Linked DNA regions of Sus scrofa: all the other regions are linked to region 2. Evidence: chromatin contacts called from public HiChIP or PLAC-seq and promoter capture Hi-C data. All regions are on one chromosome and are shown on one strand. The core of a region is the stretch at or near the end of the contact, and the rest is flanking DNA. Distances in the headings are between cores, read along the strand shown.

Evidence for each region. Promoter capture Hi-C pulls out the DNA fragments that hold promoters and counts their contacts. HiChIP or PLAC-seq counts read pairs in DNA pulled down with a chosen protein or histone mark.
Region 1: a contact with region 2 is called in an H3K27ac HiChIP or PLAC-seq map of alveolar macrophages. The contact joins the promoter of GOT1 here to the promoter of SLC25A28 in region 2. A contact is called at or near these places in 2 of 5 promoter capture datasets (fetal skeletal muscle and liver), 23 of 47 Hi-C or Micro-C datasets (adipocytes, alveolar macrophages, blood and 15 more) and 2 of 2 datasets of contacts at active chromatin or transcription factors (alveolar macrophages and skeletal muscle).
Region 3: a promoter capture Hi-C map of liver shows a contact between it and region 2, with 2.1 times the contacts expected there. The contact joins the enhancer-like site here to the promoter of SLC25A28 in region 2. A contact is called at or near these places in 1 of 5 promoter capture datasets (liver) and 13 of 47 Hi-C or Micro-C datasets (adipocytes, blood, embryonic fibroblasts and 7 more).

What each region holds. Positions count from the first base shown.
Region 1 is chr14:110,634,496-110,637,195 of Sscrofa11.1, forward strand. It overlaps GOT1 (glutamic-oxaloacetic transaminase 1), which reads right to left and starts at 1,330. Exons shown (of 9, transcript NM_213927.1): 1 at 1,160-1,330. The coding sequence starts at 1,277.
Region 2 is chr14:110,804,285-110,807,094 of Sscrofa11.1, forward strand. It overlaps SLC25A28 (mitoferrin-2), which reads right to left and starts at 1,347. Exons shown (of 4, transcript XM_003133165.4): 1 at 911-1,347. The coding sequence starts at 1,201. LOC110256623 (a long non-coding RNA gene) reads left to right here and starts at 1,447. Exons shown (of 2, transcript XR_002338384.1): 1 at 1,447-1,730; 2 at 2,316-2,810.
Region 3 is chr14:110,655,985-110,658,712 of Sscrofa11.1, forward strand. No RefSeq gene overlaps it. Among named protein-coding and RNA genes, the nearest start is that of GOT1, 22 kb to the left of the region's middle. Within about 2 kb of position 1,422, at least 4 of the 83 cell types and tissues checked have an H3K27ac peak or open chromatin away from gene starts, as enhancers often do. A contact at or near this core is called in liver, where this site is marked.

The DNA of each region.
Region 1 (2,700 bases), core at 80-2,579, 170 kb before region 2:
AAAAATTATAAAAATAATATAATGGATGCCCATGTACCCATTATCCAGCTTTCAACAAACCAAGAACTTTCTAAAGGCTTTCTTCTCACTCATCCCCCATACTCCTTGGTGAAGACTTTAACAGGTCCTATGGACAGACACAGTCACTTGTAAGACACCTAATTCTGAACCTCCTTCTCGCCACTGCGTCTCTGCTACAAAACAGTTCAATTTTCTCTTTTCAAAATTTCTAGTCCTTTTGCTCTAAGTTTGTTCCCTAGCACAGAACATCATCCTATTCACTCTCTTCTCCCTGGCTGGTCTTTGGGTGTTGTTGAGTGTCTGTGTGGCTTCAAACATCCAAATGACAGTGACAGAAATAATACATTCACCAGAGAAGATTAAGATTAGAGTTAAATTTCAGAGGCACTCCAGTCCAAGTCTTTTTCTTAGCAGTAAGGCAAATTGAAGGCCCATGCTCTGACCTATCCAAGGTCCAAGAAAGACAAACAAGAAATAAAGACAAAGATGTGTGCAAAGTGATGCATCGCACTCCTTTTCACCATCTATATTCTTTCCACTCCTTTCACCATCCCTGCCCGTTCCCACCACATTCTTCCCAGATCGTCCCAAAGAGCATTAACGTGTCTCGAAAGAATTTTAGATCTCTATTTTATCACTGCTGATTTTAATCTCCTTGGAGCCAAAACCAAGCCTCAGTCTTTTACAGGGTTTGGTAAAGTGCCTGATTGACACCTGGTAGTCAGTCAAATATTTACCGACCCAGATCAGCGCTCCCTAGGACTACGAGTTCTCCTTTATCCATTCCCCAGCTATCAGGTCTCCAAGCCTGATATCAAACGTTCTATTTTCCCCTCTCTCCTTTCAATCATCCTTTCCCTAGGGAAAGGACGCAGTATAACACACACAATAGAGAATCGGAAAAACTGAGTTTGTGTCCTGATTGCTACACCTTCCTGTGTGTACATAGATACGTCTCCCTTTTTCAAGGACTCCATATGGCCATCTGTAAAATGGGCAGATGGAACCAAGCCTCGTGGATCTTGCCACCTCTCCGACAGAACCAAGGTGGGCCTCGGCATCTCCTACGGTCCCCATAGCCCAAGTTAGGTCCGCTCCACTCCCAGGTTGTTCACACACTTGGGCACTGCATCCTTACCTCCCACTCCTAGGTTGACCTTGCGGGGGTCCGGATCCTCCCGGAAGTCAGCAATGAGCTTAAAGACAAGGACCGGCTGGGCCTGAGGAACCTCGGCAAAGACTGATGGAGGTGCCATAGCTAGAGAGCAGGAGTCGGCCGGGAGCTTTCACCTCGCGCCCGGAGCCGCTCGGTACCGTCCAACCGCTGCAACTGGAGGAGACTCTCACCTTCACCTAGTAGGCGGGGGCGGGCCCACGGCCTCCAATGGTCGAGCCGTGTCGGGAGTTTGGCAAAGCTGTTAACCAATCGTGAGCTTCTGACAAAAAAGGCCAGGAGGGAGGGGATGCTATTAGCCAATCCAAGAAGAGAACCTTGTCAGAGGCCGGTAATGATGCAACCAATGCACTGTACGCCGGCCGAGATGGGGCGGGTCTATGGCTGATTGGCAGAGCGTCCTCCTATCACTGAGGCTGTTGTTCCTTGGCCCTACCGGTGCTGAAGGAAGGAGCCGAGCGGCAGTCGTACCGCGAGGCGGTTTCCTCGACCTTCAAGGGCCAAGAGATTAGCAGGCGGTGGCCCGCGGGAATTCCGGAGGACCGGCCTTCTGGTACCCACAGAACTGGTGTTCTAGCTGCCACGCCGCAGAGTGCGTACATTCCTGACCCATCCTGGCCTGGCTCAGGCTAGCAGCCAAATCCGGCGTCTGCACTCGGGACGGGAGTCCTCTGCCAATCGTGCCGTTCCGGAGCCCGCGCGGGCGACCTTGACCTTCTCTGCCTGAGAGAAATGTGGGTGGGCCACCTGCCTTGGTTTCAGACAGGAGGCAAGACATGACGAGAGGCAAAGCAAGGCAAGATAAGAGGAAGTGTCCAGGAGTTCCTTTCTGCCACTCTTCCAATTGCGGGCGTTTTCTCCCCTTCCTATCTGACAGGGCTTGATCCTCAAGGATCTTGAGAATATGGGCGCAGCCGCCCCCTCCAGCTTTTCTCCCACACAGGCACTCAACCAGATCTTGCTGCCATCAGCTGGCTGGTACCCAAAATCTTCTTTTAGTCTGCCTGTTCCTTCCCCAACCCCTCTCTCCACCTATTGACCTTCAAGATCCAGAACAAATGCCTCCTCCATAAAGCTATGCCTTAACCCTCACTCTGGTTAAAATTCATCTCCCTTTCCTATGCTTCTGTATCTTGTTGGCAATATTACAGTTTTAGAAAATGCCCAGTTAAGAACCTAGCTCTGGAGCTAGACAACCTAGGTTTAAATTCTAGTGCTGCCATTTACTAATCTGGGCAGATCTAGGCAAGCTACTTAACCTCTCTGTTCATGCTCCATATAATGGAGATAATAGTACTTTCCTTATGGTTGTTGTGGGGATTATGTGAGTTAATATGTATGAAGTGTTTAGTTGCATATAGTAAGCACTCCCGCAATATTAGCTATTGTCATTGCGTATCTGCCACACCCCTTGTAGATGGTAAGCTCCTTCTGGCTAGAGAACTTGCCCTGTATTGGTCTCCTTCAGTTTCTTGCACTTGGTAAGTATTCAATAAGTAGTGGAA
Region 2 (2,810 bases), core at 97-2,596:
ACAAGTACCTGACTTCTTGGACCCACTCATCAGGCTGCTTGGTGTGGATAAAAAAATTAAGTTTTACTTTCACATGAATCACATCCTCGTATGGATCCGATTTTATTTTCTTCACACTAACATCTACTTTCCAGTATTGCCATGCTTCCCTTCTAAGCAACTTTTCTCTTGTTGTCTACCTCAAGTGGCTAAAAAATACACCATGAGGTCCATTTCTCCTTTGAGGGCCACTGTGCTCCCTGCACATACACAATCCCCATCCCAGCTCAATTTTCATGGTCAGGAAATAGGTGGGGTATCATGCTTGCTGCATAGAGAAACCGAAACTTTTTCCTGAACATCATCTTTCCCACATTATTTCCAGTCAGGAACTCTGAATTCTGACTGCACAGTGATTTCAAATCACTCATGGGTTAAGATTTAATAAGGAAATCCTTTATCTAACTGAGAGATCCCAGATTCTGGTTCCTGCCCTGTCTCTTTTAAGGGAAAACACAGCAAGAAGCTTGTAAGAGCATTTGCCAGAGAACATCTCAAGCCATTAAGATCCTATTCAAGGTCTTCAGTAGGCTTCACCTTAATCAAGTTAGTAGCACTTACCTGCTCCCTTCCCACCCGACCCTACTCCTGTTTAGTCCCAGCAGGGATCCAGGCCTTTGGCTGACAGATTTTCTTTCCAGAGTCCCGATTCAAATCTCACTGAAGGTTAGAAAATGGTCCTGGTTCCTAACTGGAATCAATTCCTGACCGGAACCTTGCTTGCATGGAGTATGGTCGAATAGCGTGGCTGGTGACAGGAGCCAGAAAGGAACCCATGTCGGCTCCGGCTCTCGGCTGAGACCCTGACTCCGGACATGACCCAGGGGTCAGGTCAGCCCCAGGTTGGGTTCAGAACAGGTCCAGGTCTCACCTTGACGCAGTCGATGGGGTACATCACGCAGTGCTCCAGGATTCCTGCCACGGCGCCCGCCACCATGTGCGTGGTGACAGTGGCTCCAGCCGGCAGCGCCTCGTAGTCTGGGCCGGAGTCCGGATCCTGCCTTACCGGGGGCCTGCAGGCCCCGGCCTCCCCGCCGCTGGCCCCCCGGCCCACGCCCCGCTGCAGCCACCCTTCCAGCAGCGCCGACTCCCCGGGGCTCCGCCCCGGCCCCGCTGCCGGCCCCCCCGCCACACCGCCAGTACCCCGCCCCTCCAACTCCATCCACCCAGGCCAGCTGCGGCGCCCACCCCCGCTGCCGCCGCTGCCGCCGCCACTGCCGCCGCCGCCCCCCAGCCCCGTTGCGTCTGCCTCAGGCGCGGCCCAGGGAGCCCGGGGCCTCGGGCTCCCGCTTGGCCCCGAAGACACGCCCCTCAACCAGCCATTGGTGCAGCCGCCAAGATAGCCCCTCCCCTTAGTTTACGTAGAAAAAATATGTCTGTGGTATTAGTAAAGTTGCCTGTCATTCCTCCGCCCCGCGGCGTTGCTACTGCTTAGATCCCACCCCTTCCCCTTTGATCTTGGAGGTGTCTTGTTTATTGGCCATTTGATTGGCCGACATGTAAGATAAACCCGCCCTCCGACTTTTCTAGAGGGCGGGAGAAACTTAAGGCTAAACTTTGATAGGCTCAACCACTCTTGATACTTTGACCGCGGCCATTGGCCAGCACCACGTCGGAATCTGATTGGCTACAGCAAGAGGGCGAAGCGCCAGGGGCTATCGAGGCGGAATTTGGGCCCCGGACTGGCGCCGGTGAGGCTGTGGGCACTGCAGCCGGGTTTGGTGGGGTGAAGACGGGGGGGGTGGAAGGGGAGGGCGGTGCCAGGTTTTCAAGGTCAAACCGCTGACGGATGCCGTTAGGACCCGTTCTCGAGCCCCCGCCCCGAATCCCGAGACTCGAGGATCGCTTGCTGGCGGGTGGCCTTGGCTCGAGAGCTCTGTTCCCGCGGGATCTCTGGATGGCGTGGGGCGGGGCGGGCCTGGGCCGGGCATCCCCTGGCGTGGCCCGCCGACTTGTCGGTAAAACTGTTGCGACATGCTGGCAGCAGCCCGTTAAACTAAGGTCAGATCGAGAGTGTTGGTCCTTCAGGGCTGCGCGCGGGCGGACTCCTGAAGGCCTTGTGCTCTTCAGCCCCCAGTGCCTGGCACTGGGCTTGCCCCGCATTCACCCAGTAAACCCTGCAGTTGTTGAGTGAATGAGTTCTCCGGAAGCCTGCTGTTAGGTCCTACGCCAGGCAGAGAGCTGGAGGAGAAGGGAAATGTCGAAATAAGGCGGGATGATTCAGAGACGAAGACGGATGGGGAGGCCAGGCTGGTGGCAGCTGCCTATGTTTGTAGGGAAGCACAGCAACTATGTGGAAACTTGTCGGACGCACAGCTTGTCCCAGAGCTGACTCATTGGTGAACCCCTCCGACCAGTGACGGTTTCCTTCTGTGGTGAGACCGCTGTCCCTCCCAGGCGGGTGGGCTGGAGTCTCAGAGGAGAGCTCACTGGTTAGAGAACAGTTCCAGCAATTCCCAGCCTTGGGCACCATCTCCCGGACGGGACGTTGCGCAGGTGCATCGCTAAGAGTTGCCGGCTCGGTTGAGGAAGACAGACTTGGCCCACTTCATCTGCCCAGCTTCTTTAATCTCCCTTCACTGGAGCGTATTTGCACAGGTTCCCCCAGTGTTTCCAGATCTTCACTCCCTGTTTTACTGAGATGATGATGTAATTCTGAACTTTAGAAAAAAAAATCTGTTTCTAGCCTTTCTTTAAAGGTTTTTCTTTTTTCTCCCTAAGCTTAGCCCTTCTCTGCGCTTCCGGTTTTTTGAGTTTTGTTTTTGGCCATG
Region 3 (2,728 bases), core at 172-2,671, 150 kb before region 2:
TATTTTGTTTTTACATAAACTGTTGTTTTGTAGGTGTTTCCATCCTGTACTCATGCCATTGATTATTGGACCTAAATGCAGTGCTTCCCATTCCTGGCACATCCTATCTTATTGATTTTAGACCCTCTTTCCCCTTACAGAATGCATTTTAAACCTTGATCCTATCATCAATCACAGTAGTTCCTCCTCTTAGCTTGGTGTCATCTGTATATATGATCTGCAAATCCCCAAGGATTTGGATGCCTAGAGATCATCTTGCTCTGCAGAGAGAGGAGTGCCAACCAGCTGATACACCACCAGCCACGTATCAAAAAGAAATGACATCTGGTGCGGAGGTGCGATTAGGCTCCTTCCTGGATATATGGCGGCAAAACATGAGGGCAGTTGGCAAAGGAGAAACTATTGGAATTCCAGGTTGAAGCAAGCCAAGATCAGAATCTCCACGTTCAGCAACTACCAAGTTTTCCTTTTCTTATTTATTTATCTAATTAACTTTTAAAATGGTTCTTATTTAGTTGATTGACAGTGTTCTGTCAATTTCTGCCATATTGCACAGTGACCCAGGCATGCATATATATACATTCTTTTTCTCACATTATCCTCCATCATGTTCCATCACAAGTGATTAGATACAGCTCCCTGTGCTCTACAGCAGGATCCCATTACTTATCCACTCCAAAGGCAATAGTTTGCATCTACTCACCCCAAACTCCCCGTCCACCCCACTCCCTCCCCCACCCCCTCCCTCTTGGCAACCACAAGTCTGTTCTCCAAGTCCATGAGTTTGTTTCATTTTTGTAGAGGTTCATTTGTGTCACATATTAGACTGCTAGGAAGCAGCATTTTAGCAAAAGAGAAGGAGTAGCTTGACAAGTTTTGAGGCAGGCGGCGGAGAGGGGAAGGGCATGTCCAGTTTAGAAGCAAAATTGGGGGTGAGAAAACGACGATTAGCCAGGTCGCCCTGTAAACCTCACTCCCTGGCAGGCAGGTATGAAATTCACTTAGAATCATGGACCACTTGGGATCATCTTCCCTGCCCGCTCTCAGGAATTAATCTTACTTTGGGGGTTTAAGAGGTTTCTCCTCCTTTAGCCACCCTCCAGGTTTTTCACTGGAATTCTGCATCTTTGAGACTCCTCTGTATACCTCTGTTGTAAAATCAGTTACAATTGGCTCACATCTCCAGTTCTGGGTACATTTTCCATCTGCTCCAAACATGCGCGCCCTCAGACTGCACCATTCCCCACTCCTCCCACCTCCCCCGCCCCCTGCCTTCTCCCCATTAACTTTATCTTCTTAAGCAGCTCAGGAACACAGATGTTTTCACCCTGTCGCTCCAGCACAAGGGTATTTTCCCAGTGTCTCTCTGTGTGTATGCTCCAGGCACCGTCTCTCTGGGGAGAGAGAGAGTAAATGTTTTCATTCCAAACCCTCAGGGTCAGGTCTTGTTTGTCTAAACTGTGTTTGTTGCCATAATTATCAGATTAGCTGATCTCTGGCAGCAAGTTGGGGGGCAGGGGAGGGGGGAGTTTTAACCCTTTGTCGGGGGGGGGGGGTTGCTGGGCTTTGTCACAGGGATACTGTCATTTCTCTTCTAACCTGGAGGCTCTGGCTAGAATGCTTTTCACCAACCCTAATAGGCCTCAGTAACAGTCTGCTCTGAGTCAATCCACCCATCCAGTGGAGTCCACTGCTGGGATCCAAAAGGCATTTAGCAGAGATGGGAGGTTGAAAGGGCATCTCTCCAGGGATCTGCTGGGGAAAGAAAGAAATGGAGCTTAAAGAGGATCTGGATAAGTAACTCAACAAGGGGTATCAGTGTCTCTCAGGCTGAATGAGGAAACCAGGAGTGTGCACTGGATGTCTCCAGCCGGTCCCCCCACCTCCCACCCCCTTCGCATAAAGCCAGTGAGACTACCAGGCCCCATTTAGGTTTGTCTGGGGATTTTCTGTTGTTGCAAAGAATACTAAGATCTTTTTCCCCACTGCAGTTTTAACAAAACCAACGCCTCCCCACGCCCCCGTAAAGACATTCCCTTTGTCATCAGACTCAAATGGTCACTCTTTCAAGATTTTCTCATTTTCTCTTGACTCCCACTGAATTTCTATCTGGTCTCCAAAGAGACTATAAATACAGGGAGTGCTCTTTCCTCTCAACTCTAAGGGTAATGATGCCTTTGAATTTTAATTATGTCTTTGACAAATAAGTAAGTCTTACCCCTCAAAAGTATGGTAGGCTTTTGAGGACAAGAGTATCCTTGGAGTTCCCGTCATGGCTCAGTAGTTAACGAATCTGATTAGGAACCATGAGGTTGCGGGTTCGATCCCTGGCCTTGCTCAGTGGGTTAAGGATCCGGTGTTGCCATGAGCTGTGGTGTAGGTCGCAGACGCGGCTCGGATCCCTCGTTGCTGTGGCTGTGGTGTGGTGTAGACCGGCGGCTACAGCTCTGATTAGATCCCTAGCTTGGGAACCTCCATATGCCGTGGGAGCCGCCCAAGAAATGGCCAAAAAAAAAGAAAAAAAAAGAAAGAATATCCTTGAGTCCCATATGCTGCTTAGCTGGTAGAGGACGTAAAAATACAACTAGAGGGTGCTTGGTAAATACCTGCTGTTGATAGCATTTTTCTAACCTTTTCTCCCCCATTTTTCACCTCTGTTCCTCTCTGATTTGTGCTTGATTTTTGGTGTTTATTTGTTGGATTGTTTACAAATCCTTTATTTCTGGAA